Linked DNA regions of Mus musculus: region 2 is linked to region 1. The links are chromatin contacts, called in public Hi-C maps. All regions are on one chromosome and are shown on one strand. Each heading gives the region's core, a stretch centred on a gene start, on an enhancer-like site or on the middle of the called end of the contact. The rest is flanking DNA. Distances are from core to core; before and after follow the strand shown. Region 1 overlaps Cd200r1 (CD200 receptor 1). Region 2 overlaps Ccdc80 (coiled-coil domain containing 80).

Evidence for each region. A called contact is a pair of places that touch in the nucleus more often than the background predicts.
Region 2: a contact with region 1 is called in a Hi-C map of bone marrow-derived macrophages, with 13 read pairs. The contact joins two enhancer-like sites. A contact is called at or near these places in 1 of 15 datasets of contacts at CTCF or cohesin (CD8 T cells), 1 of 484 Hi-C or Micro-C datasets (bone marrow-derived macrophages) and 2 of 115 datasets of contacts at active chromatin or transcription factors (embryonic fibroblasts and embryonic stem cells).

The regions. Positions count from the first base shown.
Region 1 is chr16:44,790,272-44,797,903 of GRCm38.p6, reverse strand. Cd200r1 (CD200 receptor 1) reads right to left here. Exons shown (of 7, transcript NM_021325.3): 5 at 5,078-5,177; 6 at 4,509-4,554; 7 at 2,927-3,704. The coding sequence ends at 3,564. Among named protein-coding and RNA genes, the nearest start is that of Cd200r4, 27 kb to the left of the region's middle. Within about 2 kb of position 3,318, at least 6 of the 459 cell types and tissues checked have an H3K27ac peak or open chromatin away from gene starts, as enhancers often do. A contact at or near this core is called in bone marrow-derived macrophages, where this site is marked.
Region 2 is chr16:45,106,322-45,113,953 of GRCm38.p6, reverse strand. All of the region lies in intron 3 of Ccdc80 (coiled-coil domain containing 80), which reads right to left. Among named protein-coding and RNA genes, the nearest start is that of Ccdc80, 16 kb to the right of the region's middle. Within about 2 kb of position 3,288, at least 99 of the 459 cell types and tissues checked have an H3K27ac peak or open chromatin away from gene starts, as enhancers often do. A contact at or near this core is called in bone marrow-derived macrophages, where this site is marked.

The DNA.
Region 1 (7,632 bases), core at 2,069-4,568:
GACTAGCATTCACAAACTGGATGGAATCTGAGCATAGGAACCCTCAAAGCCTACACCCACTTCCTCCAACAAAGCCACATCTACACCTACAAGGCCACACTTTCTAATAGTTCTATTCCCTATGGACAAACAGTAAAACACATGAATTTATATGGGGACCAAACCTATTTAATCCACCACAAAAACCTAGCCATGAATACATATATGTTATAATGCATAACTTTCAAAGTAGTGGGGTAGGGTGGAAGGAATAGGAAGAAGAAAAAGAGGTAATTTTCCCAAATGGAAAGAAAAATATTTTAGTAGACAAAATAATTGCCTTAAATGTCTCAGTTGGGACATGTGAAGAGTGAATGGGTCTTGGTTTAATTCTATCATTACATCATAATGAAAATACTTGTGCAAGTATCCTTCCATACATTTGTAACCATAGCCATTGGGAGGCCAGACTGGGCTCTAGAGTGATTGTAGAACTACCTTAGAAATCAACTCCTCATCTCAAAATAACAAAGCAAACAAAATAAGATGAATAAATCTATTTTAATAGTTTTTCTGATATAAAGAGAACAGGCTTATTTTTAACAATGAAAATATATATGCTAAAAGTTACCAATATATGTACTCCCAATATTTCCATCCAAAGAACAATGGAGGGAAAAGTTACTTTCAACCCATTACCATCCTTTTAGCATGTAAAGTTCTCCAAGTTCTCCCACCTACACATATAGTTCAAAGACAGTTGTTCTTTGATAATTACATCAGAATAGAATTTTTAAAATGCACAATTCAAGCCGGGCATGGTGGCGCACGCCTTTAATCCCAGCACTTGGGAGGCAGAGGCAGGTGAATTTCTGAGTTCAAGGCCAGCCTGGTCTACAGAGTGAGTTCCAGGACAGCCAGGGATACACAGAAAAACCCTGTCTCAAAAAACCAAAAAAAAATTAAAAATTAAAAAAAATGCACAATTCATAATGTCCATAAAACTGTTGTGCATGATATGGCAGCACTTTTGTAGCAATACAAAGAGTTGAAAATACTGTCATTACAAATGCTTCCTGTCTCTCTCATGTTGACAAAGATATGAGTCCAGTTCCATTAAATAATTGAGTCAATATCATAAATGTAAGACATATCACCCATCTGGTTAATTAAACATGGAAAGTATAAATGTGAAAGTAAGAATATAAAAATATAAGAATAAGAATAAGAATAATAATAAGAATATGAAGAAAGGCACATTCAAACACAATTGGAGAAAATGTAAACTGACAGCTTGACTGATCTATTAATAATAAAAATGCGAAGATATGGGCACAGGGGAACAGCAATGGCTTGTGCTGTAAGATCGAGAATTGACAAATGGGACCTAATGAAACTCCAAAGTTTCTGCAAGGCAAAAGACACCGTCAATAAGACAAAAAGACCACCAACAGATTGGGAAAGGATCTTTACCTATCCTAAATCAGATAGGGGACTAATATCCAACATATATAAAGAACTCAAGAAGGTGGACTTCAGAAAATCAAATAACCCCATTAATAAATGGGGCTCAGAACTGAACAAAGAATTCTCACCTGAGGAATACTGAATGGCAGAGAAGCACCTGAAAAAATGTTCAACATCCTTAATCATCAGGGAAATGCAAATCAAAACAACCCTGAGATTCCACCTCACACCAGTCAGAATGGCTAAGATCAAAAATTCAGGTGACAGCAGATGCTGGCGAGGATGTGGAGAAAGAGGAACACTCCTCCATTGTTGGTGGGATTGCAGGCTTGTACAACCACTCTGGAAATCAGTCTGGCGGTTCCTCAGAAAATTGGACATAGTACTACCAGAGGATCCAGCAATACCTCTCCTGGGCATATATCCAGAAGATGCCCCAACTGGTAAGAAGGACACATGCTCCACTATGTGCATAGCAGCCTTATTTATAATAGCCAGAAGCTGAAAAGAACCCAGATGCCCCTCAACAGAGGAATGGATACAGAAAATGTGGTAAATCTACACAATGGAGTACTACTCAGCTATTAAAAAGAATGAATTTATGAAATTCCTAGCCAAATGGATGGACCTGGAGGGCATCATCCTGAGTGAGGTAACATATTCACAAAGGAACTCACACAATATGTACTCACTGATAAGTGGATATTAGCCCAAAACCTAGGATACCCAAGATATAAGATACAATTTCCTAAACACATGAAACTCAAGAAAAATTAAGACTGAAGTGTGGACACTATGCCCCTCCTTAGAAGTGGGAACAAAACAACCTTGGAAGGAGTTACAAAGACAAAGTTTGGAGCTGAGATGAAAGGATGGACCATGTAGAGACTGCCATATCCAGGGATCCACCCCATAATCAGCATCCAAACGCTGACACCATTGCATACACTAGCAAGATTTTATCGAAAGGACCCAGATGTAGCTGTCTCTTGTGAGACTATGCCGGGGCCTAGCAAACGCAGAAGTGGATGCTCACAGTCAGCTAATGGATGGATCACAGGGCTCCCAATGGAGGAGCTAGAGAAAGTACCCAAGGAGCTAAAGGGATCTGCAACCCTATAGGTGGAACAACATTATGAACTAACGAGTACCCGGAGCTCTTGACTCTAGCTGCATATGTATCAAAAGATGGCCTAGTTGGCCATCACTGGAAAGAGAGGCCCATTGGACACGCAAACTTTATATGCCCCAGTACAGGGGAACGCCAGGGCCAAAAAGGGGGAGTGGGTGGGTAGGGGAGTGGGGATGGGTGGGTATGGGGGACTTTTGGTATAGCATTGGAAATGTAAATGAGCTAAATACCTAATAAAAATGGGAAAAAAATAATAATAAAAATGCATTCCAACTGACAGGACCATTACACTCAAAGAAATTATCTCACAGGTGCACTCAAATAATGCAGAGATTCACCACAACAAATATTCTACATGGTTTTGTTTAATACCACACACAACACAAAATCCAAGGGCCATGATTAATTAAATTACAATGTAATCATACAGGAGAATTCTATGTAGCCATTAAAAAGAATGAGGTAGATTTACTTATGCTGATATAAAAATATCTCCAATGCTCACTTTATAAGCTTTTATAAATCCAAAACTCCAGTGTGTTTTTTACAAGGAGATGTCCTGAAAAGCAAATGTGTGCATATATACACATTTGTAAATAAACATGTAATTGGACACACATACCATAGTCATGTATACATAGGAATTTTTTTGTAAGAACTCACATGAAATTCTTTAGTGATGATTGTTCCTCCTGCAGTTATTTCTTGAGGAAACTCAGTTTTCATCATACTTTATTGCACAACTTGATATTTCACCATAACCATGTGCTTTCTTTGTAATAATTAAATCAGTTCTTCCTAAAATTAACAGGTAGCAGCAGAGATTCCAAACTTCCAATGATAGAATTTAAATGCAATTTCATTAGAACATTTGTGCTTTTTAATAGCTTTGGAAGAGCTAATTTCCAAGTAGTCCTTCCATTGTCGAATTTTAAAGAAAGCAAAGCAGTAATTATGATGTCTCTTGACTTCTTTTTTCTTGGTTCTAGATTCCAATGGCCGACAAAGTAAGGCAGTCTGTGCCATTGACTTCGCCTTGTGATACTGGAAATGCCTCCACCTTAGTCACAGTATCATAGAGTGGATTGCTCTTCTCTGTATAGCTAGCATAAGGCTGCATTTCATCCTTGAAGAAAGCTCAAAGTTAAAATCCATTCAAAAGAGCTAGACATCATTACCAAAATTACCCAAGTTTCTACCACATTTAGCATCTACTAATAATGTTTAAAACTGTTTATCTGCCTCAGAAGATCAAGGCTTTGTTCTAATAATCTATCACAAACATTTGATGGTTATTTATATTTTGTGTGAAATGGTTGTTGGGTGAATATAGACATGTAGAGGAATGAGGTGATATAAGAAGTATTTCAAAAGAATGAGTCAAAGAAAATAAGAAGCTGGTCATAGGAGACTAAGGAGCAGGCTGCTTTAAGCTTAGATAAGAGAAATATTATAGTGGTGTTTAAATGGGGAAGTGGAGAATTAGACACTGTTTCATGGAGAAGGAAACATCTACTGGATTTCTCCAGAGATTACAATCCAAATTTGGCAAAGTTGTTAAGATACAGTTTATCAGATGAAAAATTAGATTGGAAGATAAATAGCTGAATAGATAGATATTCATATGCAGAATTTTCTCCTTTGTTATAGTAATTACAAATCAGTGTACTCCATAACTAGTAGTTAATTTCTGATTTGTTGAAACATACATATTAATTATCAGAACATTTTGAAACTTTAACTGTTTATAAGAAATATATTATATATACTTTGATAGATATTTAGCAAAATAAGTATATCTGACTACTAACTGCAATGTTAGAACATTTGTTCAACAGAAACATGAGTACTAATGCAAATTACATATTATTCTGTTAGATTTAAGACCATGTGGCTTTAAAGTTTGCAAATATACATTAATTTATCTTACCTCCTCAATAGCTGAAGTAGCTTCTAATTTTGGCAATTTGCATTTTCTAAAAAGCAAAACAAAACAATCTGGAGTGACTGCAGGTAACATCATTGTTTAGAATAAACAGTTATTCTATCAAAATGTTCTAATAATTAATAGGAAGTCTCTGTAAATCAGAAATAAACTACCAGAAATGAATGAAATACCCCAATTTGCATTTATTATAACAAAGAATTCTGGTTCTTAGGCAAAAAAAAAAAAAGAAAAAAGAAACACATCAAGATAGGAACTTGATGCAATGCCATCTCTTTGTTATATAAAAAGAAATATTGTGGCTATTTCCTCAAATTGAAGATATTAGAATGTCCTAATTCTCAGCCCTAATTGGCTTAATTCACAGTGCTTGGCCATCTGAGCAACTCACTAAACACTGTCATCATGCAAGATAATCTCATTCTAATACTGCATGTGTCCCTTTTGCTTACAAGAACATTGTTGTTCCTGCCTAATGTAACAGCCAGTCAGCCACATATTTCTCACCCTTTTATAATCCAATAAAGTTGAAGAAAAATTTCATCAATTAATACCTGAAGCCACTGATTTTCAAAAGACAAATGCATCCTATGATGATCAAAATGATAATTGATGGTATGATGTATGGAATATATGGTCGTAATGATTGGTTACCTGTAATGATAGACAGAAAATGTTATGGTTCAAAGGTGGTAAGTCCAGATAATCGTATACTTTTCATTGATAAAATGAAGCAGTACTGAAACATGCCCAAAATCAGGTGGCCAGAAAGATCATGAGCTCCGGAGGAGAGGTGGTACCGGTCTTCTACTGTTGCTTTGCTAAATGGACACACTGTCCATTGTCTTCTAAACATTTCTTTTATACTCATAAATTAATGCTGCTTTCAGTCCTGATCAGAAAAAAATATTTTCAATGACTGATGGCTAATGCAGGGACCCATAACTATTCAAGTTTCTGAGAATAAATGGTTGTTGAATGGAATGTTCAGCCTTAAACATTGTATATCTACCACCCCACCAAGTTTCAAAGAACATAGAGGGAGAGTGGCAAAAAGAATGTAAAAGCCAGAGGATAAGAAGGAGTGTTGTAAAACCCTATCCTCCAGGAATAAAATTGGTGTTGAACTCAAAACAGCAGGGGCATGTACAAGACTGGACCTATCAACATTCCACCATTAACAGGGGAATAGACCATAGGTTGTCCTTGATCAATTACATAATTCCCCATAAATACTCACGCAAGTAACCTCAATTAAACACATTATGCCACACACATACACACACCAACAATGACAACAACACAACATCCCCAACATGCACATCTACACATACACATGCACACAAAGAAGTAGGAGGGGGCATGTTGAGAAGAAGTTCAATCAAAGGAGATAAAACAGGATAATGGAAGAAATGTCATCAAAGATGTGTGTGTGTGTGTGTGTGTGTGTGTGTGTGTGTAAAACTTTTAAGGATAAAAACTTTTAAAAAGTGCCTCAGAACTTTCATAGACTAAATATCTATCTCTTTATTCAAAAAAGAGAAACAAAACAAGAGATATCTTTGGGAAAAGAAAAAATGATGCAGTAAGTTTTTCTGTTGCTTGCTGTCTTTGCAGAATACTAAGAACCCTGTTTCCACAGAAAGAAAGAGAATGGACTGACAGAGTACCCAGTACCTCAGAGCATTTCATGTATCTATTCAGACTTGTACAGCTGTGAATAAGAAGCCATGTTGTGCAAACACTTTACACCTAACTGCCATTTTGTATCCTGAAACCCAATATAAAGCTAGGAATGTTCTCATTTTTATCATCATATCTTGAGCTTCAAATATATAAATAATTTCCAATAAATATTGGCTTCAGAGACAAGATGGCATGAGCAGGCAAACCTGGTGCTCACTTTGAAGAACTGCAAGAAAATCAGAAAGAGAAGAATCAACACTCTTGGTTGTCAACTCAATAAGCATAAGACATATAAAAGTATTGATATATTATATCAATAATCTGAGACTTAAAGTCTACACATCACTGAAGTATGAAAATATTTTATGGTGGTCCTTTAAAAAGGGCATTTACAGAAGTACAGATTAGAACTACTTAGTACTGACAGTTCTTTTCCCTTGATATGAAGTTAGAAGAGACTTCCAGGCACAGCAGTGGATTTCCTAGCTTTAGAACAATATCCAAATAAGCTGCTCAAATTGTCTTCCCCGTCCTGAGTTATTCATTATCTACTACTGAAGAATAAATGAAATACCAGTTCCCTCTCAAGGAAGGAACAACTGCCCTGGAATCCAACCAGTCGGGCAGCAGATAAAGGCAGATCATAAGTCAAGGCTACAAAGAGAGATCTTATCTCAGAAGAAGAAAAAGATAAATGGTGGAAGAAAAAACAGAGAAAAAGAAAAAGAAAGGAAAACCAGGTAGATAGGGCTGTGGATAGTTCAGCAGGTGAAAACACATGCTGCCAAACCTGTGGACCGAATTTCTATCCCACATGGTAGAACGACATGTTGTTCTCCGGCCCCTACAAACTTACTATGGCACATGCACAAACATAAATATATATACACATACATATATGTAGTGGCTATTCCTGGTTGTCAACTTGACAATATTTGGAATGAACTACAATCCGGAATTGGAAGGCTCACCAGTGACCCTTATCTGGAGGCTTGGAGATCCTTATCTGGATCTTGGTATGGAGATCTTGAGCCATAGTGGCTATGGATTCCAGAAGATTGAATCTCCGAGTTTAAGGAACACACCTTTAATCTGGGCTACGCCTTTCATCTGGGATTAAAGGTGTGGTGGAACACACCTTTAATCTGGGCTCCACCTTCTGCTGGAGACAATATAAGGACATTGGAAGAAGGGAGTCTAGCTCTTGCTCTTGCTCCTTTGCCTGCTTGCTGCGTGAGACTGAGTAACTGCTAGATCCTTGGACTTCCATTCACAGCTGCGACTGAACAATTGTTGGGAATTCGGCTGCCGACTGTAAGTCATCAATAAATTCCTTTACTATTTAGAGACTATCCATAAGTTCTGTGACTCTAGAGAACCCTGACTAATACAATATACATACATACATACATACATACATACA
Region 2 (7,632 bases), core at 2,039-4,538, 320 kb before region 1:
CAAAACAAAGTGAAAAGAGAAAGAAACCTAGTTTCTTTTCCAAAGTCCTAATAGTGCTTCATGGAGGTGGTCCATAGACACAGGACCTAAGAAACTGTGTGAGGACCAAAAACTGTCTGAAAACTGGAGGAGACTATGATAGGACATATTACAAAGACCACATATCTAGTTTTTCAATTGTATAGTTTGTTGTTGATAAAATATATACTAATTAAAAGCTAATATGTTGGGGTAGTAGTTTTGCTTGTTTTTAGTATATCTTCTTCAGCATAGAAAGTAAGTTGCAGAAGTAAATGTGCAGCGTGATACTATTCTCAGTTCAAAACATTTTAAGGCAAAAGAAGATGCAAATAGGAACACACAACATGCAGCACCCATTCTGTAGGACACAGCTGTTCACAGTGATTTTCTCTATGGGACAGCAATGGCAACCATAGGTGGAGTAGTGACTTGTTACTCTCTATATCTATACTATTCAAATTTCAACAAGGCATAAATAATTCTGTGAATAATAACAAAGATTTAAAATGTCCTTAACTATCTGTCCATCAAACTACCTTCCAAATGACTGCGTTTGTGCCCATAGGATAGCACTGTTGTCAGCCTTTTGCATTGCCTCGTGGTAGCTCCAGAGACTCACTGTTGATCAAGGTATTGGGAATAACCAGTTGTGGAATTACCTACCATAAAGGAGACAGCTATAATGTTGCCTCCAAGGCTCAGGGAACAGGCCAGAGGAGGAACAGGAAGAGTGTAAAAGCTGGAAGAAGGCAGAAGAGATGCATGCTGAGTTCTAGGGCTGGCATGATGACATGGCTGTTGTACTTTTGACACTCCTGGCCAACATGCTTACCTATACAAGACGGTACCCATCAACACCTAGTCGCAGAATAAGGGGCGGATTGTAAGGCGCTGGAGCTCTATATAATGGTTGACAGGGAAGGAAGAAACCATTGTCTTCAGTGCTAGAGATGCTGATAATGTTCCCATGTTTCTATAAACAAACTCTCACCCTTGTTTCTGCTAGCAATGCTACAGGAGCTAATTGGTACACACACACACACACACACACACAGAAGGAGGGCTAACTGGGAAGAGTGATGACATCAGTGAGAATGGGAAGAGGCCAAGACAAGAAAACAGTACTAAGATGATCAAATATATTGTGAACTTGAAAGAAATGTGACAATAAAACCTGTTATTATGCATAAATAAAATGCTAACAGAACTATGAAAACTAAAAACATCCTTTGCAGTTAATATTCTAAATCTTTATAAACAGGTTTTATCTTCACCTAGGAATTATAACTTTGAGGGGTTTGTTGTTACCTTATATTGTTTACTTTTTAAGCAGGGTCTCATGTAGCCCAGGCTGGTCTAAACTCATTCTGTACCTGAAGATGGCCTTGACCTCTTTTATGAAAATATATATATTTTATTATCATTATTATCCTCTCTCTCTCTCTCTCTCTCTCTCTCTCTCTCTCTCTCTCTCTGTGTGTGTGTGTGTGTGTGTGTGTCCATGATGTGAGTAAGTGGGTGCTTGTGCCATGGTGTACATTCAGAAGTCAGAGGACAAGTCTGTGTAATCTATTCTCTATTTCCATCCTTACATGGGCCAAAGGGACTAAACTCCAGTTACCAGACTTTGAACGGTAAGTCCTTTTGCCATCTCACTGACCTGACCTTGTGCATGTACAATGGTAGGTGCAGCGTTGGGCAAGAATAATGGATATAAAAGCCATACCACTCACCTCCAAACTGGAAGCCCCAAGTGTTAGCCACATTAGAGCTCAAAACTCCCCTTCTGTCCATTCTTGCTCTCCTTTCCCCATAGGACTGGAGGAAGGGTGCTAACTCTCCATTTACCTCCTTACATTCAAAACTAGAGATTCGAGCTCTCTTCCTCAGAGAACACACTCTGTAACAGATTCTGAGGAAGAAAAAGAGGACTGACTTGCTCAAGGTCACACTGCTACTAGAAGCAAAATGGCAGCAGGACTCAGACAGCCTGACTTCCTCCCCTGGAGCCCTCACTGTACTATACACAAACACCTCCCAATCACTGGCCAAATGGACCATGGTTTAAGGCCTAAGACAAACTTGCTCTAACCAGCAAGAAGCTGATTTCACAGTCTGGTTTCAACTCTCAAGCAAAATGTTTTCAGAAGTAATTCAGCTAAACATTAGAAAGAAAACGTTTTACACTCTCAGGCTACTGAAATGTCTACATGTTTGGCCTGAGGAGAAAAATCTGCCCAAGGGAAACAATGAAGTCTCTGATCAAGGCTGGATCCAAGAAGGACAGAGGCAAGTACAGCAGGGAAGACTCCACTCCTGGCCAAGTTCTGAAGAAGGTGCATGTGAGGCCAGCTCCTGCCTGCGGCTGTCTACGCTAACCCCAGGTCTCGGCTACCCTCTGCATTCTGTGCAAATCAGAGCTGGGCTAATAGTCTTCAGTCTGGGAGGCAAGGCAGAATGTATGGATTCTTAATTTATCCACTCTGTCTGAGCACACTAGTCAGTCCTCATGGAGTTCTCTAAGACTTACAAGTAGACATTCTTTAAAGAGGTCCTATAAACTGTTAACTTTCTCCTAATTTAGCTAACATGACTCAAAGATCGATGTTCATTTTGTGAGAACAAGAATGGAATTATCAAGGAAAAGACTAGCCAGATGAGAGCTCTTTTTCACCCTCTTACAAATAGTCTGTGGGATGCTTGTCTGGTTTCTCATTATTTAGGAATCCCAGTCCCAAAATCCAGTGGCACATTTCTGGTTGCATTATAGTAAGTTTCTTCATGTATTTGATTGACTATAGACAGCACAGTCGCACTTAAAAATTAGCTTCAATTAGAAGCTATTAAACAATTGTATGCCAGCATTATAGTCAAAACCCCACTTGTGACTAGTTCCTCTCTTGGCATCCACAATTTCTTTTCCTTCCCCTAAATTCAAGCTGTGAACTGAAGTTCTCTAAGGGTGCCATATCTGTGCTGGAGAGTGTGCAGACAGACTGACAGACGACTGACTGAGTGACTGACTAGAATGTTGTAACTGTGGAGAGAGGGGATGTTGAAGATTAAGAGACAAAATTATCTCGGGCTATCTTTAGCTTTCTTAAGATCCACTCACTCCCAAACCATGTCTTTGACCTCACCATCTTTCTGACTATTAGTAAAACCTTTGGAATGTGCTACTCAGCAGATCTCCACCAGCCCTAAAGCTATGAATGTTAAAAGATAACATCTGGGCTGAGGCGATGACTCATTTGGCACAGCACTTGCCACGCCAGCATAAGGAGCTGAGTTTGGATCGCCAGTCCCAACATAGAAAGCTGAGCAGGGGAATGTACTAGCTACTCAATCTAGCCAATCAGCAAGCTTCAGGCCTAGTGAGAGACTCTGTATTTAAAATGAGGTGGGGAAGCCAGGCATGGAGATGCACACTTTAATCCAAGCATTCTGGAGGCAAAAGCAGACAGATTTCTGTGAGTTTGAGGTTGGACTGGTCTACATACAGAGTTCCAGGCAACCTGGTTACACAGTGAGACCCTGTCTTAGGAAGGAAGGAAGGAAGGAAGGGAGGGAGGGAGGGAGGGAGGGAGGGAGGGAGGGAGGGAGGGAGGGAGGAAGGAAGGAAGGAAAGAAAGAAGATGAGAAAATGGTGGAGTGTGATTAAAGAAGAAATCTGACATCAACGTGTGATCATTACACAGAATGGCACATAATAGAACATACAGACACAGCATGGACACACATACACACATAGATACACACGTAGACACACATACAAACACACAGAGAAACACTCAGACACACAAACACGCACATAAATATATATACACACACACATACACATAAAGACTCATACAAACACACACACACAGAGAGAGAGAGAGAGAGAGAGAGAGAGAGAAACATGACATCTGAGAGAGAGAGAGAGAGAGAGAGAGAGAGAAACATGACATCTGAAAACTATAGAAGAGATTGCCCTGATGTGTTGTACCTCACCAACCTGATCTCCCACCAATGTATTTGATTTATGAGTTTTCTTTTTGTTCTACCACTATGAAAGCTCATACAACCTCTTCCACTTTAGAGCATGCCATTCAAGGTGACCCTAATCTTTGTTCACAGGCCATCATGATCAAATCCATTATTTCCTTGGAGCAAGCACTTCGTGGTGCATCTATAAAGCCCTTCACCAATGCTGGGATCATTTCACTGTCTCCTGTTGCTGCAGCACTTCATCACTGGCTTTTTCTAAAGAGTGGAATTTATTGCCAACTTTCATCACCGTCACAAGAAATCTTCCTATTACAATCTTTGGATCCAGACCAATCAAATTAGATTCACTCATGGTAAGACCAAGTGAGCTGCATCCAAACAGGTTTCCTAGCTAATTGTAATGCACTCAAAGGACAGAAAGTCCCTCTCTTACAGAAGAAAACCTGAACTCTTATCATAGCATATAAGGCCATTAATGTTATCGACCCAGTGTATCTTAACTAATCTATCTATTAAGACAGAATACATATACTATGCTCGAGATCTCTATTTTCAATTGCTGAAACTATGGCCTCTTTCAATACATTTGGTGGTGCACATCTGGAATCCCAGGAGGCTGAGGCAGGAGGATGGCAAGTTCAAGGCCAACCTGGACTAGAGAGTGAGTTCCAGGCCATTCTGGGCAACTTAGTCTCTCTCTCTCTCTCTCTCTCTCTCTCTCTCTCTCTCTCTCTCTCTCTCTCTCTCTCTCTCTCTCTCTCTCCCCTCTCTCTCTCCTTATATATGTATGTGTGTGTATATATGTGAGTGTTATATATGAAATATATATTTATATATAACAAATAGAAAATAGATATTTGTATGTCTATAAAGAAGCACAAATACATATTATTGCCTGCAGAGAGCAGGGAGTAATAGATAAAAGAATCAGGCATAGATTCAAGAACCTTCATTGTACAACTTCTTATATAAATAGTATAAAATGTATCAACAACAAAAGTTAAAGATAAAATATCTCAGTTTTCAAAATTAGAGTAACATAAATTTTATTTCCCAAGGCTTCTCCATTAATAAACCCACTATTTATGCCATTTATGGTGTTATCTTTGATTATGGTAGTTGGAAGAGTCTATCTTTTCATGAGTACACATACACACATACACATAAAAGTTTAAATGTAGCTCCTGCACATGAGGGAAAATATTAGCTGTCTTTATGAGTCTGGTTTCTTGTGCCTAGCATGATTTCTAGTGGCATCCATTTCCCCACATCCTCTGGGTCGATAGAGCATGGTTTTTGTATTTGCTCATCTTTTGACAAGGAATCACTTGTGTCTCCTCCACAGTGACTTGTTTTGCACATTTGACCTCTGTACTTTTGTCCCCCTGATTGTCCAGGGTTGATGCTAACAGTGATACATTAGATGGTAAGGACAGGGGCTGGAGTAAGATGAGCGAAGGGATGCTCGACTTTGTAGCCCATTTACATAGTTAATCATCAGAGACTGAGTACACAGGAAACACCGAGACACTGTGGACACCCGCTTACCCAGACTTCCTGCCTCCCTCAATAAGGGTGGAGGGGTCTAGGAAGGGCAGTTGGCAGGTGCTGTCACCACAGATGAAAGCAACACCTGGAGTCAGAGGACCAGGTTTTCTGGTCTGGCTCAAAGGGGAAGCAGTTTGGGGGCATTATTATGGGTATTGATGTGAGCTTTACCATATAACATAATTCTCTTCAGGAAAATCGAAGACAAAAAAAAATAATGTAAACTAGAATGTGTTCTGTCATTCTTATTTGTAAATGTTACTTTAAAATTCATCTCTGTGCATTCCTTGTTTATATAAACAATGTTGTCACTTCTTATACTGTATCCCACATCCATCAACTTTTCTACCTCCTTTTTATTAATGACCCTTAAACACCAATTGCCTCAGAGGAAGCTATCAGAGCTGGGGAGATAACCCAGTGAGTAAGAGCACACACTGGGGTGGGTGGGGGACTTCAAGTATCCTTTGAGTTTTAGTACCTAGTATGTGGGGATCAAGACAAATGTAAAAATATTTATCAAGTTCATGGGTTTTTTTTAGGGGAATCCAATTCCCACCTGCTGTATTCTAGCTCCTTCTCATTTGATCCTTTGGTAAGGAACCAGTATACAGAAACTTCTTCCTAACTGACCAATTCTTTGATCTTTCAACTCAACATAAACACCAATATTCTTATTCTAGATTGGCATTTTAAATAGAAACAACAGAGAAAGCCTTTATATGTGAATCCATTTTAGTATCTCACATATAATATCCTTCTATGTTGGCAAACCCATATGGGCACTGGAATTTGCCCAAATCTTGTGACTTTTTTTAGATGAATGTCTGAAATCTTAAGTTTAATTTCCTAGTGTTTGTAGGCCCATAGATCATGTTCTAACTATTGTCAGCAAGATGGACCAGCTGATGGGTGCATCCACATTGTGTCTGGTTGTCAGTGTTCGCTTTCAAGGGCCAGTAAAACTCTGGAGAAATACAGAGTATTTACTTCATATTTAAAGAGAAGTAAAACTACTGGACAGATCTCAGGCTGAAAATCAGACAAAGCTGGGATTTGGTTTACTAAGACTACAGCTCATGCCAAATTTTATTTTCCCATAACTGAATCCCAGTCTTGGCTGAAAGAGCTACAAGCCTTTCTCATGAGGGTAACCTGGGACACAGGGAGGGAAGGGCCTTCCAGGAATTAAGTGAAAGAAAAAAATCATCCCCCTCTTTCAAAGCAGGCCAGTGCTGTCACTCTGTGAGACAAAGATACAAACTGTAAGACCTGGTTTTCAATAAGTCAGAAAAAAGAAAAAGAAAAATCCCTCCATCCCTACAGTTCAGATTCAATCCAGATTTCTAGAAAACACCAGAATAATGCTAAAAAAGTTTCCAAGGCGGTACCAGATGCTTATAATAGGACTATACCAAGACTGATGGAGAAGATATAATGACTTTCCCAAACTCCTCTGAGCTAAGGAATGAGAACACTGTGTGGAAGAGTTGGTAGGTAGCACATTTGACAGAGAAAACCTGGCTGCAGAGGACTTTTATCACTTGCCAGCACCAGTCTCTGCTGGATTGAATGTCTGTTTCCTCTCTAGACATCTGGAGTATCATGAAGCCGGAGGCTCAAGCTACTATGTGAAACTCTAGGAAACAAATGGTTTGAATCCTCATTAACCTCTAAATATTCCTTTATGCTTTTTAGTCTCTTGGGCTTCTCATTGATCATCCAGAGTACTAGTACAATCTTGCAATCTGACCAGAAAGAGCACTTGCAAGTCAGCATTCTGTAATGAGCAGAAAGCACTAGCAATTGTTTTCCTGGTGGCAATGGTGACAGTTCCTTTGATCTCCAAACTACTTGGATCAAACTACATTGCTCACCAGACCCAGTAGTGGTGATAAGGATAGCTATAAGAATAGTGCCCATTGTCAGCAGGGGTTGTATAGTCACAATCTTATTTCATCAGGAGCACAGCCTGCGAAGAAGGTTTGATTTCTTCTAAGACTTAAGAGGTGGGTTGGAGAGATGAGTCAGCCATTAAAGGCTAGACTCACAACCAAAAATATAACCTGTCTG